Regions from separate parts of the Mus musculus genome. Here region 1 is linked to region 2. The links are chromatin contacts, called in public Micro-C maps. All regions are on one chromosome and are shown on one strand. Each heading gives the region's core, a stretch centred on a gene start, on an enhancer-like site or on the middle of the called end of the contact. The rest is flanking DNA. Distances are from core to core; before and after follow the strand shown.

What was found. Hi-C and Micro-C count contacts between places; a contact is called where the count stands out from the background.
Region 1: a contact with region 2 is called in a Micro-C map of embryonic fibroblasts, with 6 times the contacts expected there. The contact joins the promoter of Ak5 here to the enhancer-like site in region 2. A contact is called at or near these places in 14 of 39 promoter capture datasets (HPC-7-derived erythroid cells, cancer-associated fibroblasts, cranial neural crest and 10 more), 3 of 484 Hi-C or Micro-C datasets (cerebral cortex, embryonic fibroblasts and embryonic stem cells), 6 of 115 datasets of contacts at active chromatin or transcription factors (the NIH/3T3 cell line, craniofacial prominence, embryonic forebrain and 3 more) and 3 of 9 other capture datasets (adipose tissue, liver and pancreatic islet).

The regions. Positions count from the first base shown.
Region 1 is chr3:152,665,829-152,670,545 of GRCm38.p6, forward strand. Ak5 (adenylate kinase 5) reads right to left here and starts at 2,532. Exons shown (of 14, transcript NM_001081277.2): 1 at 1,972-2,532. The coding sequence starts at 2,031. It overlaps AI115009 (expressed sequence AI115009), which reads left to right and starts at 1,085. Exons shown (of 4, transcript NR_040386.1): 1 at 1,085-2,004.
Region 2 is chr3:152,506,842-152,511,771 of GRCm38.p6, forward strand. All of the region lies in intron 8 of Ak5 (adenylate kinase 5), which reads right to left. Among named protein-coding and RNA genes, the nearest start is that of 3110067G11Rik, 20 kb to the left of the region's middle. Within about 2 kb of position 1,265, at least 37 of the 459 cell types and tissues checked have an H3K27ac peak or open chromatin away from gene starts, as enhancers often do. A contact at or near this core is called in the NIH/3T3 cell line and embryonic fibroblasts, where this site is marked.

The sequences.
Region 1 (4,717 bases), core at 1,282-3,781, 160 kb after region 2:
TACAAAGGCGAATTAGGAACACAGCAGAACCAGCTGCAAACGTTCTGTTGTGTTTTGTTTTTAATTTATTTTTAAAGCGGGAGTACTTTTCAACCACAAACCTAGCAGATACTCTGTACCACCCAAAGAGATCTGAAAAGTTCCATTATATTCTAGGCTTTGGTGGTGATACATTGCATCAGCCACCTGTTACTGTGATCTGTAATGGCATGTACTATCTATCTGCAACCATCTGGGGTTTTGGAAGGCACCTGGTTAAACTTAGAACAGTGTGGATTCTGGCACAGAAAATCCATTTTAGAAATCTGAGGTGTTGGATTTTTGTGGTCTGTACTCGTCACATGGACAATCAGGTCCTGCTTCCCTCTAAGCTGTGCAGTGAATCGGTCTCACTGTTCAAATGGAACCTAGAAGTCTCTATAGTCTTCTCCAGCTCTTTGCTGTCCTGAACTGAGTCTCAGTATACAGCGTTTAGTGCCTCTCAGGTAAGCAAGCTGACGTCCTTTTGAGTGTGTGCAGTATTTGGGGACATTCCATTCATATGCAGAAAAGCCAACGGGAAGCTTGAAGCCTAAGCAGCTACCTACCAGGGCTCATTAGCACACTCCATACAGAGTTCTGTGAGCAGACCACCCTGGCTCCCTGTACATTACCTGGCACCACGGAAGAGAAATGTCAGGAGACTCCGCCAGGCGTGTATCTATCATTCTTTTAGAAGCATAGAAATAAAATCGGTTTTGGTCTTAACATTTATAATTTAAAAAAATATTTCAGCTCTTCATTTCCACATTTACAAAAACAGCAAAAAAAGCTGTCCAAGCACTGTAATTATGGTATCCTGGGTTAAATAAACATAGTTTGGGGGTATTGCAAAAATTATTGTCTTAAGCACTGCACTTTCCTTCTAACAGAAAAAAATCCCCTAAACAGGAAAAAGAACAATGTGTGGCCTTTGGTTTATAATATTACTCTTCCATTTCCTTCAGAATTGGAGGCCAAAATTTTTAAGGCTCATCCTATGAGGCTTGGATTGGTGCCGTCCTTTTTTTTTTTTTTAATTTTTATTTTGTTTTATAACCTAAGCAAAAGCGCTTCGGATTTAGGGTGTTTTAAGACGGAATGTGGAGAGAATAATAGGAAGCAGGACTTCTCTCTGGGAAGCAGGTACCTTTAGCTCATTCCTCAAGCCTCCTTCCTCACATTCCTATCCCCTGTCCCTGGTGCGGATGCTGGATGCTGCTGCTAAGCCCAGCAGAGGCCAGCAACAGGAGTCACGCCTGTCTGGCCGCTCCCAGTCGAACCCAGTCTGTGTAGGTGGGCGCGAGGGCTGGCGCTGGAGGCTGGGAGGACCTTTCAAGCAACCAGCAAACGCGCTCGGGAGTTCATTGACTGGCCGCTTAGAGCTTCAGGGACCCAGGAGATAGCGCTGCACTGGATCGGCTGGGCTGTGTGTATATATGCGTGTGTGGGTTTTTTTTCTCCCTCTCCATCTTCATCCTTCTCCTCAAGCCGTCCCCCCCGGGAGAGTCGCTTCGTCCACGCTTTCCCTCCCCTGCAAGGGGTCCCAACGCTTGGCGCCTGGAATGTTTAGGACTCTGGAACCTTCAGTTTCCTGTCCTGCCTCCGTGTGGGCGACACTGGTCTCACCTGGCTTGACCCTCAGTCCCAGAGAGTGCTGCCAGGCCACGATCTGCTGTCCATTCTGGGTGCCCATCTCGGAGGGATACTCTGGGGACAGCCTGCATCCAGTACCCAGCTTGAAGAGGGAAACTTGATCCCAAGATACGGGTTTCGAAGCCTGCATTTGAAAAGGACCCGAGCGACCCGAGCGCACAAGGCGACTTGTCTGGGGCGAAGGGAACGGCGAGCCTCTGTGAGCGCCTTCATTAGGGACCCTACACCGGAAGGTGCAGCCGGGCACTGGCCCTCGGGACATTCGCTGGGGATCCTTTGGCCACCCCAGCCTCTTACCTCGAAAAGCTGAGGAATGTCCCTCCGGGCCAGGTACTCCTTGGCGTCGTTGGTGTTCATGGCTGTACGGCGCGCGTGCAGTGGGGAGCAGGAGGGGAAGCTCCCGAGGTTGGGGCTGGCGGGGCGCAGCCCTCACTTGGATGCGCTCAGGCCGGGGTCCCCTCAGCGACTCCCGGGCAGCTGTGCAGTCCGCGCTCCCGTCGCCCCCGCGTCCGCGCCGGTCCCCGCGCCAGCCAGCAGCGAGCAGCAGCGGCTTCCCGGGCGCAGGCAGCGCGAGCGCCAGGGGAGGGGCGCGGAGGAGGACCACGCGGCCGACGCCACCAGCCGCCGCCTCCCGGCTCTGCGCGCTCGGCCCGCGCCTCCGGAGCTCGCTGCGGCGGCCGCCAGTCACGCTGCGCGGGCGGGCGCGGGGCGCGGGGGTGGGGACGCGCGGGCTGCAGTCACTCCCCAGCCCGCAACGCAGCCAGGGCAGCCAGGGCACCAAGGAGCCAAGAACCGGGCGATTGGAGCTGGATACAGTTTTGCTTCTACACACACACACACACACACAAACACACACACACACACACACACACACACACACACACCAGACACACACACCAGACACACACACCAGACACCCCCCCACACACACACTATACAGACACACCATACACACTATAGACAGACACTCCCCCCCCCACAAACTTACCACAGACAGACACTCCCACACACACCACAGACGATAGACAGACAGACAGACACCACTTATCATGAGCTCCTCCAGGAGCTCTTCCAGGGGGGAAAAACCCAAGTCAGAGAATTCATATATTCTTAAGTTAATGGCCTTTCAGTGATAGGGAGTTGGAAGTAGGGAAAGAGGAAGGATTCTGTTGGGTCTTTTAACACTGGAGTACCCAGCCCTTAAGAAAAGTTGGAGCAACTTAAACATTTGAGTAGAAGGCCTGAAATCCTTAGCGTAAGATTTAGTGAGCAGTCAAAGAATCTTTTCTGCTGGGAGGAGCTGAAGGAGGAAGAGAGGACTGAGTGGTGGAGAGCTGGGGTCTGCTTTAAACTGCAAAGTGGTCACTGGCCCAAGGGCCATCAGAACGCCCTAACAGGAGACGGCTGGTGAGGTGTACTGGTGCCTACCCAGTTACAGACCAAGGTGCACCCATCCTCCCCACAGCTACCAAGATGACTCATTTCCCACAGATGTCTTTTCACTGCTCTTTGAGAGATGCTCTGGGTCTCCAGGGAATATGATCTCTAACTGCCTGCAAGGGCCCACTCTGGAGAGGGTATGTGGAAGAAAGGAGGCAAAAGCTACATACAGACTCCTGGCATCTGGGGTCTGGTAGAAACCAGCACTCTAAATGCTTCAAATTAAAAACTCACCATTTGAATGTCTGTTTCAGGATCTTTCCTTGGACCTATTTCTTGGTCCACATAAGCCGCTGTTGCTCAAGCTACAGCTTTATTTGAGCAGAGGGAGGGAGATCAATTTTTTTTTAAAGATTTATTTATTTATTATATGTAAGTACACTGTAGCTGTCTTGAGACGCACCAGAAGAGGGCATCAGATCTAATTATGGGTGGTTGTGAGCCACCATGTGGTTGCTGGGACTTGAACTCCGGACCTTCGGAAGAGCAGTCAGGTGCTCTTACCCACTGAGCCATCTCACCAGCCCGGGAGATCAAATTTTAATTAGCTCAATTTTGAGAATTAAATAAAATTTGTGAACATTTTTGAAGCCACATGCCATAATAATGTGTCATGTTATGGGGGCGATTTTTTCAGTTCTGAGGACATTGGTGTCCTCTGTGAGAATGTCTCCACTTATGTTCCTCTCACTTAGTTGACAGCAGGCTTTGGAGGGAGCCAAAGCCATCTCTGCCCTGTGCAATCATTTCCACAGTCCTTGGAAAATCCTAGGGCCTGGTGGCTTAGTCGACTTAGAAGCACACGGGACTGAAGAGGCCAGTTCCTGTAGGTCTTCTTGAGGTCCTTCTTTCCTGGGTTCTGTTGCTAGTGTTAGGGTTTGTTTTTGTTTCGAGGTGATACATGATTCTTAGTATCTTTAGTAAATCCAGCAAGTGACAGCAACAACCTAGTAAAGAGAGAGGGGTCAGAGAAAACACACTGTAGCCAGCTTGGAAACAGATGTAGCAAGTTTACATCAGCCTTAGAGAGTGACAGCTGGTGTATCCCAGAGTAGAGAGGTGTAGGAAGGGCAAGATGCTAGTCACTGTTACTGCAGACTGCGGCCTCACAGGGACAGAGCATATGCAGAAAGTACAGGCTTTCAAAGCTGGGCTGGAGATAGCAGGGACAGGAGCATAGGGGCATCCTTGCCAAATCTATCCCGTCTTACCAGCTCTGTGATGGTTCTAAGGCTGGGCATAGAAAGCCTGAAGCCCCTTGTACTGTAGAGACACATTCCTTCAAGCTCCAACAAACTATAACATTCTCCACGTCTGCGTATTTGGTAACAATTAGCATATCATGATATTTTCCTACCTTGTATTCAGATAAGTGGGTCATGACTAAATAAGTTTAAAGAGACAAAGATTTCATTTGGGGTCTCTATATTTAATACAAATGAAATTGTCTCCATCCTCTTCAAAAATCTTTTGGTATAGCTTTAATTTTTACAATTTTCGAGAATGGTTAGCGTTTTTGAAGGTATAGGAGTTGGGACATCTGAGGAAAAATAATAGAATTGTCTCTTGTGATCATATCTTGGGAGATCATGGTAAGTTTCTG
Region 2 (4,930 bases), core at 15-2,514:
GAGGGTACTGTTCTTCAGTGACTCCCAGAATGCCTCATACTTCTAGGGTACATCTTCTATAAATCAAATTATAGGATCAGTGCTGGAGGGCTTGCCTAGAACACCCAAGGCTTGGAGGTTTTTTTTTCTCCCTCTATAAAATAAAACAAACCCCTTGCCTAGAATTTATGAAGGCTCAATTCCCCATAAAACCTGCCAACCAACCAACCAACCCACCAACCAACCAACCAACCAACCAACCAACCCTCCAACCAACCAAGCAAGAGCAAGGGCCAGAACTGTAGCTCAGTGGTAGAACTGTCCTGGTATGCAGATGGTCCTGAGTTTAGCATCTGAGCATTGTAAAAATAATGTTTATCTGGGTTGGGGATACAGTTCTATGGTAGATTTTTTTTTTCTAGCATGCTCAAGGTGAGGCCCTGGGTTTAGTCCCTAGTACTGGAAAAAGAAAAAAAAAGAGAGAGAAAGAAATAAAGGAAGGGAGAGAGGGAGAGAGGGGAAGGAAAAATGAAGAAATCTAGCATCTCTTTGTCTGTCTCTCTCTGTCTCTGTCTCCCTGTCTCTCTCTGTCTCTGTCTTTCTGTCTCTCTGTCTCTCTGTCTCTCTCTCTCTCTCTCTCTCACACACACACACACAGACACACACACACAGACACAGACACGCGCACACACACACACACACACACACACACACACACACACAGTGAATGGCAAGCACTTGCTTTGGTGAATAAGAAGCTAGAGGTCCTGGAGGACCTCTTCCCATGCTGAGTACATTCTACATGAATGGGGCTAACCTGGGCTACCTGCTGGACAAGGAGGGAAGGTGAAGTCTCCTTCTGGCCCATCTGATGTGCTGCTTTCACTCAGTTGCATCTGAAGTTCGATCTCCACTGAGGGAAGACTTGAGAAATCCCAATGCTCTGACCACCAAATTCTACCAAGTACTGTGGACACTTCTTTGTGCCGGAGCTTTGTACTGTGTAGAGTCTATACAGCCAGCCTTTTGTCACGCTGAATCTGCATTGAGGATTAGTTCCTATAGGTGCAATGAGGCCTCGGTGACTTTCCATAGCCTTAAACTAACCTTTAAGGGGACATGCTGTGGGAGAGCCAGTTTCCTGAACTGACAACGATGGCATGCCTATAGACACAGATTCTGTGTAAACACCATTTGTGACTCACAAATGTGGAGTCTAGAAGCTATTTGTGCCAGGAAAGGGTGTGTGTGATGTCCTGCGGTGCGGTGGTAAAATCACCCACACGGCTCTGCTTGTTGCAGAGTTTTGGCTCTATGTGGAGTGCTGTGTTGATGACTGGTGGGAAAGCATCTGTAACTCAGCCTGCGGTAAATGCTTAGCTAGTCAGGTATCCAGTCAACCAATAACGCACTTCCTATCCCAGGGTGTCCATGCACACAGGCCGCTGCTGTTCCCCTGGGATGGAACTATCTGCAGGGGGCACAGCTGACTGGTGTGTGGCGTCTTCCTCTGCGATAACGAAGCCTGAGTTATTGCTCTCATCTCCAAGACTAAATGCCTGACAAGAAAACTTAAGGGCCAAAGGATGGGAAGATGTGTCCACAGGAGCAGCTCTCATGCAGCACAGTGAGAAAGTGAGGTTGCTTGTCCACAGGGCAGAGCAAGAAGCAGGGAGAGATGTGTTCATTGGGCTTTGTCCTTCTCCTCCTTTTATTCAACCACACAGTAGTGCTACCCATGTTCAGAGTGAGTCTCTCTCTTTAACATCTGTGGAAGTGTCTTCAAAGACACCCCACGACTGTGTGTATCCTAGGTGACTGGAATCCGATCAAGCTGACAGTGAGCATTCACTATCTCAGTGTGTATTGTCACCAACTCCACAGAGCCTTGTCACTATTTGTTCCCTGAGTGACCTGGAGAGGACAAAACCGAAAACCGCAGCGGCACAGATGGCTTCCGCCGTGTGATCCTCCTCCCACTCTAACAGCAGCATAGCGTGTACTCAGGGCTCAAGGACCACTTTGTACAGCGCCGTCACAAGAGGATCTCTTCGTTACAGGAAGCTGATGTTGTCAGGATCTTCACAATGCTGAGATGGCATTTGCTGTGATGGCACCTGACCATTGTCACAGTCGTATGCAGCAGAACCAAGCAACTGAAGTGGTGTGGAGTCCCTGCGTGGAATGTGCCTGATACTACAGTACTTCAGGAGAAGGGCAGGGCACTCAATTCAACTCCCTGATGCCAGTTTCCACCTCCACAGTGTCATAGTGTGAGAAGCTCCTGTCCTTCCAAGCTACCAGGCTGACTCCAGATTCAGGGAGAGGCTGTTTTACAGGAATAAATGAGAGATTGATAGTGCAAGGCACCTGACCTCCTCCTCCTCCAGTCTCACATATGCACATACCTGTGTGCATACCTGAACATACATGTGTGCAAACATCACACACACGATGTGTAACATGCGCTCACACAAAATAAAATAACAGCAAAGGAGGGACCTTTTGTATTCCTGGAGACTTTCAGCATGTGTGGTCCTATCTGAACTCAGCATTGGTAGGAAGCAGGCAAGCCCGGGGTTGTGACTGATAGACGAGGAAACACGGTCTTAGACAGGAAGTGTGACTGACTTGGGGGTGAGGCAGTGGGTTGAGGTTAGTGTTCTGAGCGCCAAGTTCTAGTGCTGCCTCTTTCCTACCACCCCACATGGAGGGAGGTGACACACAGACCTGTGACATATGGAAGACCCGCTTTAGCCAGCATGCAGAAGTCACAAAAGCATGTGTCATCAGAGCAGAAATGGGGATGGATTCACTTGTTAGTGGGTAATCTGGAGGTGGGTCACCTCCATCAGGAGATTAAAAAAGAGATTATTTATATGTGTGTGTGTGCGTGCGTGTGTGCACGTGCGTGTGTGCATGTGCATGTGTGTGTTGCCAGCATACATGCCTGTGCACTACATGCATGCAGTACCCACGGAGGCCAGAAGAGGACTTCTGGAACAGCGGTTTTGGGTGGCTATAAGCCATGTAGGTGCCGGGAACTGAACCCAGGTCCTATGCAAGGGTAGCAAGCACTCATAATTGCTGTGCCATTTCTCCAGCTGATTGGTTTTTGAGACAGGGTCTCATGGCATTTCTAGCTGACCCAGAGCTCACTGTGTAGACCAGTCTTGCCTTTGAACTCACAGACACTTGCAGGCCTCTGCCTTTGAGTGCTGGGATCCAAGGCAGTACCAGCACACTTGACTTCATCAAGTGATCTAACAATGGCATGGCGAACTTTACTAGATGGCCGAGAAGGAGGTTTTTGAACTCTTTTATCCCCAGCAGGAGAAAACCCCAAAATGTATGGGAAGTGGTATGTAATTTAGTCACACTCAAGAATGCAGTCTGCAGCGAGTCATTTGTTAGCCACTGAAGTGTACATGATGAGAGGTCTGCTTGCAGGAAGCACTTGTCTAACCTAGTAAACAAAGAAGGAAAACCCACAGTGTGTGCCTGGCTAAGCCCTCCCCAGCCATCCCAATTGCAGGCTCTCCTTACAGAGTGGCCCTTTCCCCTGTTAATCTATAGATTGAAACACACTGTTTCTAATCAGTAGCTTTAAGGGAAGCGTTTTCTCCATGGTCTATAGGTTCCCGACTCTGTAGTCATGTGTTTCTGACAACTCACAGTTCTCTCCTCTCACCTCCACCACTAAATACCTATGTGTCAGAACCCTCCCCCCTCCCCCTCTGGAACTGAAGGGTCTGCTCCTTCCATCAGGCCTCTGTCATGCTGAATACGGTGGCTATCGTCATCAAGACATGAGCGTGACCATCCATGGTCCTGAAGCTTTCCTAAAAAGGCTCATCTGAAGGTTATCTTCCAGCCAGCTCCAGCCATCCAGCCTGTGCTGAGGTGAAATAACAAGAAGAGATCTTTCCGAAAGAAAGATTTTCTAGACTGGCCAAGAGGATGTTTAGACTTTTGTAATATTTTTGATCAGTGAGTAGAGAGGGCCACACATTCTATAATCTCACTATTTGGGAGGTGGAGTGTGTGTGTGTGTGTGTGTGTGTGTGTGTGTACTATGTGTATATGTATAGTCTGTGCATATATGGTGTGTATATGGTATATATGTGTACATATATAGAATGTATACAATATATGTATTTGTGTATGTGGTATGTGTATACAGTGTGTATATGATATTGTGTGTGTATGTGAGTGTATGTGTATGTATGTGTATATAGTATGTATATTGTGTATTTGAGTATATGTGTGTGTATGTATATATAGCATGTATATTGTGTGTGTGAGTATGTGAGTGTATGTGTGTGTATGTGTATATGGTATATATGTGTACATATATAGAATGTATACAATATATGTATTTGTGTATGTGGTATGTGTATACAGTGTATATATGATATTGTGTGTGTATGTGAGTGTATGTGTATGTATGTATGTGTATATAGTATGTATATTGTGTGTGTATTTGAGTGTATGTGTGTGTATGTGTATATAGTATGTATATTGTGTGTGTATGTGTATATAGTATGTGTATTGTGTGTCTGTGTATAGTGTGTGTATAGTGTGAGTTTATGTGGTGTGTGTGTGTATAGTATGAGTCTATGTGGTATATGTGTGTGTGCATATGTACTATGTGTTTGTACATGTGTGGTGTGTCTAGTGGTCAAAACCAGAGCCTTGAACACACTTGGCAAGTATTCTATCACTAAGCTTCAAACCCAACTCTTGTGTTTTGGACATCGGATCTTCCTATATAGCTAAGGTCGGCTGAGAACCCATTTCACAGCCCAGGCTGGCTTCACACCCATGAGTTTCCTGCCTTGCCTCCTGAATAGTGGAATTAGAGTCATGTGTTACCATGTCTGGCTTTATAAAGTTTTGGCATCTGTTTTGCTGTTCTATAGTACCAAACTCTGCATGGCACCACAGAGGC